3 separate regions of the Sus scrofa genome follow, and regions 1 and 3 are each linked to region 2. The links are chromatin contacts, called in public Hi-C and HiChIP or PLAC-seq maps. All regions are on one chromosome and are shown on one strand. Each heading gives the region's core, a stretch centred on a gene start, on an enhancer-like site or on the middle of the called end of the contact. The rest is flanking DNA. Distances are from core to core; before and after follow the strand shown.

Region 1 (3,518 bases), core at 740-3,239, 51 kb after region 2:
CCCCTCTGCAGCACTAGTCCTTCAAAGAACTTATTAAAATATATTCTAGGTAAGTTATCTCTCATCCTCCTGAAAACATAGACTCTACTCAACCATTGGAACAATCCAATTCAATTTAATGAAATAATATATACTAGAATGCCTTGTAATTGTAAAGTGCTTTATAAGTATTAAATGTAATGATAATTATTATTAAATACACCAAATAGTATAACCCAGCAGGACCCTGTGGGAACCTTCCTGAGTACAAGTCTTTTCTGGATCTGCTGTTTCTTTTCTTTTCTTTCTTTCTTTTATTTTCTTTTTTTTAGGGCTGCAGGTACGGCATATGGAAGTTCCCAGGCAAACGGGAGTTAGAGCTGCCGGCCTATACCACAGCCACAGCCACAGCCAGGACCCTGTCTGTGAATCTCCATCCTCATGGATACTAGTCAGGTTTGTTTCTGCTCAGCCACAATGGGAATTCCATCCTGTTTCTTTTTTATAGGAAATAGGCTTCATTCAGCCTTCTTGAGTTTGTAATAGGTAATGAGGAGGTATTGTTATCAAAAATGGGGTCTGGCTGCTTGCTGCTCTAAAGTCAATTAACAGTCAAAGTTGGTGGAAAGGAAAGTTCGCTTTATTTTGTATGTAGGCTGACAACTACGAAATAAAGGGAAAAGGGGAGGGAATTAAGCCCAAATGCTCCTGCCCACTGACAATGAAGAGATTTTTACAGGTAAAGGGAGGGGGGCTACAGGCAGAAACAGCAGTTAGCTCTGACAGTCGTCTTGAGATTGGTCATGTGCTGGTCTGATCAATGTCCTCTTGATTGTTTTAAGTACAGTTAGTCTTCAGTTTCAGGGTGGGTTTATTGCCATTTCCTTGAGGCCAGTTCTCAGAATTATGGTAGCATGTCATGGCTACAGCCTGGTCATCATGTAGTTAACTTTTTTCCACATGGTGGGAGTTGGGCTCAGTACCTACAAAACAGCTCACAGGATATGGCTCAGAATATCATCTACAGCCCTTGAGAAGGAACTAAATGTCTTAATGACTATTATTATTTGGTCTTGTTTGACTGTTTTTCCTTTGCTTCTGCATTTTCTTGTGTCTCTGATTAAACTTACTCCTTGACTAAAGTTTTTCTACAGTCAAAAGGCAGGTGGAGGATTCAGGGGGTGGGCAGGGAAGGATCATAAGGTCCTGCTTTTTCAGAATCTCTTTCTCTTAGGGTTAGTCCAAGTCATTCGGGACGACTTGGGGTCAGTATAATGAGGCATTTGACTGAAAAAGTGCTAAGTTGCAGAGAAGAACTGGGGAACTTGGAATTGTTTTGAACCAGGAAAACCTTAGTGAGGATGCAAGATTAGTAATAACACAAACATACAAAATACTTTCATATAATCACTACCCTGTGATTAGGGTTTCTAATCCCACACTCTTACAGGTGAGAAAACAGAGGCTGAGGGAATTTCAGTGACTTGTCCAAAGCTCCACAGCTATTAAAGGCAAGGCCCAGGATTCAAACAAGTCTAGAGGGTGAGAGCAAGCAGAGTAGGGAGATAGAAATCCACTGACTCAGCCTTCCAAGTCCATGCATTTTCTTGTCCCATCCATAAATAAGTCTCTCTGTTCTAGCCCTTAACTTTCTGATTTGTTTCTGTCGCTGTTTTTGTCTCCAGCCTTGGAGACAAGCCTTCTCTAGTCCGTTAACATTTGCAACCAACACTCATTGGATCTCTACGCCTATCACATATCGTTTTATTTTACAATACAAACAAGACCTGGTTTTGTCCTCAAGAAGGTGCAGTGGCGTAAACTGGGCCTCTTCCCCTGCATCGTGCCCCCGCACCCCACCTTCCTCTCATTGGAAAGTTTCTGTCTAGACAGAGAGCATCTGGACTGTCGGCCACGCAGTTAGAAATCAGAGAACATTACGTTGCACCTCCTCCCCAGAGCCACTAGAGGCCACCCTCCTCCGCGCAGTAGCGCCGGCCAACGCAGCCTGACTCTGCCGCCGGTGCGCGCCCTCCGCTGATTGGTGGCAGCGAAGAGAAGTCGCGCTTTGATTGGGCCGCTGTCAGGTGTCGCTGCCGGCAGGTTCGGCTGCGCGAGCTCAGGGAGGCGGGTGAGTGAGGGCCGGGGGCGGTGGGGGAGTGGCTGGGGGCTGGGGGCGGTATCTGAGGGGGTGGGCTGAGTAGAGTGGGCTCCGCTAGTGCTGAGGGCCCTGCTTAGCAGCAGCTGGGGGCAACGCTGGGAAGAGACCTAGGGGAGAGGCCTCAATGTCAGCGAAGGGAGAGTGAGGCGGGGAAGGCGGGGGCGGGCAAAGGCTAAAGGAGTCGGGATGGGGAGGTGGTAATTCTGACCCGGAGCTGTGTGAGGAGAGGACCGAGGAGAGGGGCAGCGAGAGCAGAGGTGGGCGTGAGACTGTCTGCACGAGGAAGAGGGGGTCCGGCTGAGCACGAGAGTCTGCAGGGGAGAGGGTCAGGGTGGAGAGGTCTGTGTGAGGAGGGGTGGGAGTGGAGTCACATCTTGCGGAGGAAGGGGTTGCTGGAGAGAAGGTGAGCCTGGAGAGAGGTAGGTGGGGAGAGAGTGGCGCTCAGACAGTCTTTGTGGGGAATCAGTGATGTTCCATATAAATATGTTACCAAGTGTGGTGACTCATCTGAGGGTTTGGAGGACTGCTTAAGGCTAGAGACTCAGTGAGTGAGAGGATTAGTTGGATGGTTAATTGGATCGGTTGGTCAGTGATGGAGGAGGGGGCAGCAGTCCCTGTTAGCAGTGGTTAGGAGGAGTCAGTGAAGAGTCATTTTAGCAAGCTGGAGAAAGAAGGCAGTATGAGTGAGTTGATCCTGAAAACAAGGGCATCAGCATAGTTCATCAGTATCAGAATAAGGGTATGTATGAAAGATTAAAAGTTACATCAAGGGAGTTCCTGTTGTGGCTCAGCAGGTTATGAACCCAGCTAGTATCCATGAAGATGCAGGTTTGATTCTGGCCTTGCTCAGTGGGTTAAGGATCTGGCGTTGCCATGAGCTGTGGTGTAGGTGACAAACGCAGCTCGGATCTGGCATGGCTGTGACTGTGGTGTAGGCTGGCAGCTGCAGCTTGGATTCGAACCCTAGCTCATGGGAATTTCCATGTGTTGTGGGTGCAGCCCTAAAAAAGGCAAAAAAAAAAAAAAATTACATTGAGAAGGAACTAAGGGGTCCACTATTGAAGGAAATACTGCTGGTGGCCAGAGAGGTTTTACTGTGTTGGAAGTATTCCTGGACTCTGTACTGAAGCTTCTCTTTCATCATGAATGGGGGTTTCCATGAAGTGCATGGTGGTTAAAGAGATTAGAGAACTACCACAATTGTAAGGGATAAAGACCTTACACAGTTTACGCTCCCTTCTAGCCCTTCTCCACATCTGACCTAATGTGTTTCTGAAAAGACTGCCCACCTGCTCCTCTCTCTTTCCTCACCTATCTTCTCCCTTCTTCCCTCCCTTCCACAGTGATTCAGGCCCCAGTAGGACTGCCCTTTAGCCTG
Region 2 (3,530 bases), core at 882-3,381:
GATTCTTCTTGTAGGTATTGTGGAGGATGACCTTAACTTCCATACCAATTAAAAGGAGACACCACTGCAGAGATCCACCCAGTTTTAGGGATAGTTTAGTGCATGATGGGATATGTAGTTTTTAAGGAAGCACATGCAACAATTTAAAGTAGCAGAGAACACCTTCAATAGGGGAAAAAAAAAAAAAAACTGCTTTAAACTAAGTCTAATAGCCCACAATTCTCCTGCAATTCATTTCATGTTGACCCCTGTAGTCAGAGGCACCAAATAGTCTTGATACAACTACATAGAGCGCCATTTTAATCACAGTGACACCCCCTGAGAGTTAATAGTGTGGTAATATGATTGGGAAGAGTTGTTTCCAAAAGAATGTGAATTCTATAGATGTATAAAAACCACCTATGGGAGTTCCCGTCGTGGCGCAGTGGTTAACAAATCAGACTAGGAACCATGAGGTTGCAGGTTCGGTCCCTGCCCTTGCTCAGTGGGTTAATGATCCGGCGTTGCCGTGTTGTAGGTGGTGTAGGCTGCAGACGCGGCTCGGATCCCGAGTTGCTGTGGCTCTGGCATAGGCTAGTGGCTACAGCTCCGATTGGACCCCCAGCGTGGGAACCTCCATATGCCGCTGGAGCGGCCCAAGAAATAGCAAAAAAAAAAAAAGACAAAAAAAAAAAAAACAACCCAAAAAACAAACAAAAAAAACCACCTATGATGTGTAATCAGTACCGCCAGTCAGCCACAGAACAGCCCCGGATGAATAAACTGCCACCAGCTGGAAACAAAATGTGTTGCCTCTAAACACAGCCTTCTGGTTCAGGTGGTCTTCATTACAGGACTTCTAGTGTAACCCTCAAGTCAGCTGAACCCTTGCAGAATGAAGATGAGAATCAGAAGCAAGTGAAAGTTACCTAATATTCTTTTGCTGTAACTTTTGAATACACATAATTTTTAATTTAGGGTCATTGTCGCAGAAGAAAAATCAAGTACTACAATTAGTGTGCTTATACTGAGTTGTCCCCAGTGTTAAGATAATCATCGTAAAGATAATCTGGTAAAGATTTTTTTGGGGGAAAAAAAAAACACCACACCACCACCAGAGTGCTGGTTTACTGGGCCAGAAATCCTATTTGGTCTCTCCCCACCCCCACCCACCAGCTTTTTATTTCCATTTAGTTTTATCCAAAAGAATTTACATTCTTGTTCAGTTATATCACTCAAGTGGAGTATTTCACCAACACTACCTTCTCACTGGGGTCTTTGGCATTTTTTAGAAATCCTAACTAAAAGTGACCATTTAGACAGATTCTAACAGAATTACTCTGTTTATTTACTCTTTTTTTAACAAAATTCTGCTAATGTTGAGAAGTGATGGGCTTAATGGTGAAAGCGCACCATGTGATGGACAAAATAACTGCCTGCCTCAAGAAAGCACTTATGACCATTCTGCAGCCACTGAGTGACCTTGGCTAGAAACCAATGGCTGCGTGGGGCAAGAAAGGAAGTACCGTGGGGGCCCAGGGCTTCTGCACTTGGTGAAACGCTGACTTCCAATATAAGGCCTTGCGATGCTCGTCTAATGAATGGCAAACAGCAACACTGACTCACCCAGAAAACTGTAAAGATACGAAACGAAGCGGGGAAAGGCGGCGGGCGGGGGTGGTGTGGTATGGTGGTTAAACCCTCTGCAATAGGAAGTGCCACAAGAGCACCGAGGTAAGGATGTGGCCCTGCGGGAGAGGGGCCTCGCGTTTTCCCTCTCCGGTCTCGCTTCCAGGCCATCAGCACCGACTCCTCCGCTCTCGGTGAGGCAGCTCGGTTCCCCGTAGGTGGAAAATCTGCGGGCTGCTGCCGGGATCGCGGCGATGATGGAGGGAGCCGGCGCTGCGTAGGCCTAACCGTTCCCGCGCCCTCGCTCCGGCTCAGCCCGGCCCTCCCTCTCCCGCCCCGGTTAAGTGGCCTCACCAGGGGGCAAAGAACTCCACGAGCATGAGCCCCGCAGAGCCCGTGTCGGAGATGCGACTCTCGAAGTTGTCGTCGGTGAGTTCCAGCACGTCGGAGGCAGCGGCGAGGCGGGCGGCGGCGAGAAGAAGCGCCACGCCCGGGAACAGCGCTAGGCGGCAGAGGCGCATGGCGACCAGCTGAGGCGGGGGCGGCCAGGAGGGTCAGGGTTCGGCGGGGACTGCGGAGGCCGTGCCGGCGACCACTCACCCTCTGCCTCAGCTCGCGCGTCTGACCCAGGCGGACCTGCAGCCGGAGGTCCCAACCCCCCAGCCCGGCTGGGCCGCAGTGTGGCAGCCGCTGATTGGCTGCGCGGCGCCTGCGTCGGGCGGGCGGGACCAGCTGGTAACCGCCGAGTGGTCGAAGCGCGGGGCGGGGCTGAGGCGGCAAGCGCCTGGCGAGCTGGGCTGGGAGGGGGCCCGGGCTGGGGGCTGGTGTTCCGGGTGGGCCGGGGGCGAGCCGGAACCCCGGGAGAGGGCGGGACCGGGCGGAGCTGGGCGTGGGGCGCAGCGAGGCTAGGAACCGACCTTGAGCTCGTCCCGCGTGGGGAGAGCAGAGCTCAGGGGGGGTGCCAGAGCCGGAGACTGGGATAGCGAACTCAGGGCTGAGTGAGCGGAAGAGAGCCCGGCCTGAGGTGAGGCCCAGAATCGGGAACTGAGAGAAGGAGCTGGCGCCTGAGGCAGCAAGTTGGAGTGGATACTCGGGACGGGATACCTTTTCAAAATGTCAGGCTGTTGCATTTTGTCCAATTCCTCTTAACTTGGTTTTTCATAGCGGGCAGTCCTAAGCCCTCCCATTCCTCCCATCATTGCATTCATGACCCGATTCCCTCAGGTCCAGGTGGTGCCGGAATTCCTCTTTGTCCAGCTCAGGACTCCTGCTCTTTGTTGGCTGCTGCTTTTAACTAGAAATGCTGTCACACAAGTAAAGGTACCTGTCCATGTAGTCAACTGCGCAGATTCTCTGTTATGACTCCTTTTGTTTCAGAAAGCCTTGCGTCTAGGTATATAACATTTGTCTTCTTAAGGGCAAAGAGGTTGGGAGGAGGGAAAGAGAACCTCTAAGCTGTGGTGCAACTCCAGCTTGAAATGAAATAACACTCGATTCTTTCATGTTCTTAACAGACATGGCCACTTACGGCCCAACAGGACACATGCAACTGCCCCGAGCTGATGCCATTCGTTCCCGTCTGATTGATACTTTCTCTCTCATCGAGCACCTGCAAGGCTTGAGCCAAGCTGTGCCACGGCACACCATCCGAGAGATACTTGGTCAGCAGCCTCTTTCTTCCCTAGGATGAATTTAAGTCTCCTGTTCACACCACCAATGAGTAGGAAGCAGAGGGAGAATTTTAAAGGTGGAAAATTCAGGGGAGATTGGTTTGGCTGCTAGTTTGGAAGTTACACCAAACTTTTTTTTGGCCAAACTCTTGGCATCTGGAAGTTCCTGGGCCAGGGATCCAACCCTCGTCACAGCAACCATCCGAGCCATTGCAGTAACAATGCTGGATCCTTAACCCACTGAGCCACAGG
Region 3 (3,836 bases), core at 1,045-3,544, 47 kb before region 2:
CAAACCAGGACACAGGAAGAAAGGAGCAGAGACTACCCTGGGTTTTAATCCTGATGCTGAGGTCAAAGGAAATGGAAAGACAAAAACCACCCTCATTCCATGAGGAATGACAGAACAGAAGAGAATGTGAACACTTGAGAGCAGCTAGCCATGGGAAGTTAATGAGCAGCAGGATCTGGGCCAACTTTCAAGAAGGTGAGCAAACTGAGGAAGAATAAGGAAGAGGGGCATACATTTAGGTCTTGGAGCCTTCCTTCTTAGGACCTCAACCCCATCCTTAAGATGGTGTTTAAGGTCCGAGTGTGGGACTGATATCACAGAAAAGAAGTCCCTACGGTTCTGAGAGGATTTCTCTACCACGTACCCAACATATTTGTCTGTTTGTTGTAGCACAATAAAGGATTTTTGCTTTGACGTTTCACTTAATCTACATATCCACAACCTTTTGGAGTCTAAAGGTCTCCCCTTTTGGTGGGAAAGGGCAGGCAGCCATTCCTCCATCCCCAACCCCCCAAATCCCCAGTCAAACCAGGCGCTCAAGGAATTACAAAGCTACTTTTAATACTTTGGGGTGAGCCCCACAGGAATAAAAAACACTGGGAAGAGGTAACCTCCTCACCCCCAGGAGTGGCCCAGGGGGAGAGAGGCTACCTGAGGGGAAGGAAGCACAAAAGGGACCCGCTGCAGACTCAGGGCAAAGGGAATGCCATCGGTGCTGGGACCTGTGAGCACTACAGGAGAAAACGCGAGCGTGGTGGGACTGGCTCCAGGCACACAGGCGAAGGGCAAGAGGGTTGGACACGAAGCCACAAAGCTACTTGGGTTCCTCCTTCTTCTCGTTTGCCTTTTTCTGCTTCTGCTGCATGATCTCCGAGTCCCTGGGGGTAGAGATGATGGGGCACTGGGAGGTACCAGAGGGCAAAAAGGACAAGATGCAGGGGGATGAAGGGCACAAAGGATAAGATGGAAGTGGATGGGACAAAATTCAGCGTGTGGCTGCTATATTCCCACCCTAGGAGAACAAGAGGAAGAGAGCTGAGGCTCAAAAGGCAATCAGTCTCTATCTGGCTTTTGCCCAAGGGGTCAGAAGTCTGGCCACACAGGCCCAAGGCTATTCTGTGCCAAGTACCACACCCAGCAACACCAGTGAGAAAGGTTGGGAGAAGGGAGGACAAATGAACTGCAAGGAGGGCCAAAAGGACTGGGCTGTCATAACCACTACTGCATTTGAAATGTGAAGTTCCCTGCCCTTGCCCTTAAGGTCAGACCCGGGGGGCACTCACAAATCAGACCGAGAGTAAGCACCAGCCCCAGTCCGTTCCTATATGGCTGTGAGCTAACAATTTAGAAGGTGAGAGGAATAAAACCCTAGAGCAAACAATGCACTCTGCCCCTCACGACTAGTCCAGATGGTAAGCCCTGAGGTAGTTCTCTTTGCTGGTACAACCCTTGGTCTAACCCAGGTCTCACCCCACCCTCCCCTCCCCTCCCTGGGGCTACCTCTGCTTGCGGGCGGCAGCAGAAAGCCCGTCATCTCGGCGCTTTCCCTTAACCGAGTCGCTCTGCTTTTTCATATTCTTCTGGCGGGCGAGCTCGCGCTGGTTACCGCCTAAAGAAAAAAGGTAAAAGGTGAGACGCGAGAGCCTTTCTGGCCACACACCGACAACCCTGTTCCCTGACCCGGGACACCAGTAGGGTCCAATACTTCATTCCCCAGGCGTCGACACGGGACCGTTTTTCAGGGCCTAGACTGCAGATTGGGCGGGGAGGGGGGGTGCGGAAGCTGCCACGGGGCAGGTCAAACTGGGAAATCGAGGGACGACAGTCCCGAGAAGCCTGCTAGAGACAAGTTTCGAATTTCGTTGCAGCATGGGGGCCCAGACAGGTGGTGGTGGTGGTGGGTGTACGTGGTATGGATCTCTGTGGGGGATGGGCAGAGATCTGGAGTAGAGGAGCTCGGGGTCCACCACAGGGGCACAGGGCTTCTCCCCACACCACGGAAGGTCTGGGAAGGGTTTTGCCTGAAGGGGCGGTGGGGGTAAGGTTCTCAAAAAGTGGCGGTGGGCGAAGGGTCGATTTCCGGGCTGCTAGGGTGAGGGTCGCTATAGACCTCTCCCAGAGAAGGGTCTCGCTGGCGAAGCCAAAAGGAGGTCAGTGCCGAGATTTGGCAGTCTTGTGCAGGGTGAAGAGGAGAAAGGGGCAAGAGAAGGGGGATTCGGTGCTCACGGGTCATGGCGACGGCAGCGGCTCCGGCCTGCCTCCGTTGCGTCCCCTCGCTCAGAACGACGTTGGAAGCCCCGCCCCTTTCTCGCAGCGTAAAGAAGTCGTCTTTTCCTCCCCGCCCCTTCGCTCCCGGACTCCGACTCCCATTGGACAGGAGTAAACACGTGGGGCCACGGGCCACGCTTGAGCCCGGACGGCTGAGAGGCGGAGGTTCGTAGGCAGAGCGCACGGCGTGGGGCGGGGCTTCCCGAGCAAGTCGTTGGGTCGGGTGGGGAGAAAGTAGGCCGGGTCACGTGGGCAGGGTGGGGGTGGAGGGGTGCGGCTGGCGATGTGGCGCTCCCGCGGGCTTGAGCACGTGACCTGGCAGAGTGACCTCATGCGGGGAAGGTTTGGGAGACAAACTCGCCCATAGGAAACCTTGGAGGGACGGAGGGCGGGGCATCTCGGCGGCGGAAATGGTCCCCCAGGTTCTTTTCGCAAGACTCTGGGGCTAAACTCTGTGGTTAGGATTCCCCACCGCTACCGAGCCACTCATGAGGACACCTGAATTCACGTACGCTGTAAAATCACGTACAGACGCAACTTCAGAAACTCCCTTCCAACCCCATTGTTCCCCCATCCAAACTCCTCCAATATGGAAATAAGCAACCACATCCTGTAGGTCCTAAAATTTGATCCTACTCTTATCGCCACGGAAGCTTTAAATATGTTGCTTGCAAGTATTGAAGGACTCCAAAGTCACAGACTGAGAGATTGGGAAATGCACATGCTATGTCCATTTCTCCCTCTAGCTTTCTCTACTACTATCTCCACCAGCCATACCTGGCTTGTAATTGGTAGTTGAATAGGGCGGGAAGATTAGACTTCCCGCTGAATTCTCATTCCCAGCACTGCTAATCTGTCTACGACTCCCTACCTATCCTGGGGAATTCACTGGATAAAGGAGAAATGCTTAGGAAATCTCACAGGAAGGGATTGGTTGTGATTTTCTCTAGCTAATGCCCATAGCAGAACTGACTTGAGGCTAGAACTTCAAACTTGCTTCTGTCTCAACGTAGCGCTAATGGGCATGCAATAAACCACATTCAGGAAATTCTCATGATTTTTGCCATATCCAAGTAATCACTACTACTTCTTGTTAAAATTTTTCGGAAGCCCCCTAGTGGCACAGTAGTTCAAGGATCTGCCTTGGAGCTGCTGTGGCACAGGCAGGTTAGATCCCTGGCCAAGAAACTTCCACATGCCTGGGGCGTGGCCAAAAAAAAAAAAAATTATATCAGTTTTAAGTGAAGAATACAGCCCAAACTTAATATTCCTTTAGTAAATTTAAAATCAGTTACTGCTTGCCCACAAACATGAAGTAACTATAAAAATAAATACAATGCAAACTATTGCCTTTGAAATGGATAGGCAATGGGATCCTGCTGTATAGCACTGGGAACTATATCAAATCACTTATGATGGAGCATGGTAATGTGAGAAAAAGAAATGTATATGTATATGTGTGACTGGGTCACCTTGCTGTGCAGTAGAAAATTGACAGAACACTGTAAACCAGCTATAATGGAAAAAATAAAAATCACTAAAATAAATACATACATGCAATGTGGAGT

Evidence for each region. Hi-C and Micro-C count contacts between places; a contact is called where the count stands out from the background. HiChIP or PLAC-seq counts read pairs in DNA pulled down with a chosen protein or histone mark.
Region 1: a contact with region 2 is called in an H3K27ac HiChIP or PLAC-seq map of alveolar macrophages. The contact joins the promoter of PPIP5K1 here to the promoter of PDIA3 in region 2. A contact is called at or near these places in 2 of 47 Hi-C or Micro-C datasets (adipocytes and brain) and 1 of 2 datasets of contacts at active chromatin or transcription factors (alveolar macrophages).
Region 3: a Hi-C map of liver shows a contact between it and region 2, with 2.2 times the contacts expected there. The contact joins the promoter of SERF2 here to the promoter of PDIA3 in region 2. A contact is called at or near these places in 1 of 47 Hi-C or Micro-C datasets (liver) and 1 of 2 datasets of contacts at active chromatin or transcription factors (alveolar macrophages).

Annotation. Positions count from the first base shown.
Region 1 is chr1:127,863,498-127,867,015 of Sscrofa11.1, forward strand. It overlaps PPIP5K1 (inositol hexakisphosphate and diphosphoinositol-pentakisphosphate kinase 1), which reads left to right and starts at 1,990. Exons shown (of 30, transcript XM_021096881.1): 1 at 1,990-2,110.
Region 2 is chr1:127,811,965-127,815,494 of Sscrofa11.1, forward strand. It overlaps PDIA3 (protein disulfide isomerase family A member 3), which reads right to left and starts at 2,132. Exons shown (of 14, transcript NM_001195112.1): 1 at 1,963-2,132. The coding sequence starts at 2,129. It overlaps CATSPER2 (cation channel sperm associated 2), which reads left to right and starts at 2,598. Exons shown (of 13, transcript NM_001244270.1): 1 at 2,598-2,928; 2 at 3,123-3,269. The coding sequence starts at 3,125.
Region 3 is chr1:127,765,224-127,769,059 of Sscrofa11.1, forward strand. SERF2 (small EDRK-rich factor 2) reads right to left here and starts at 2,295. Exons shown (of 3, transcript NM_001190206.1): 1 at 2,227-2,295; 2 at 1,501-1,609; 3 at 537-878. The coding sequence starts at 2,233. The coding sequence ends at 815.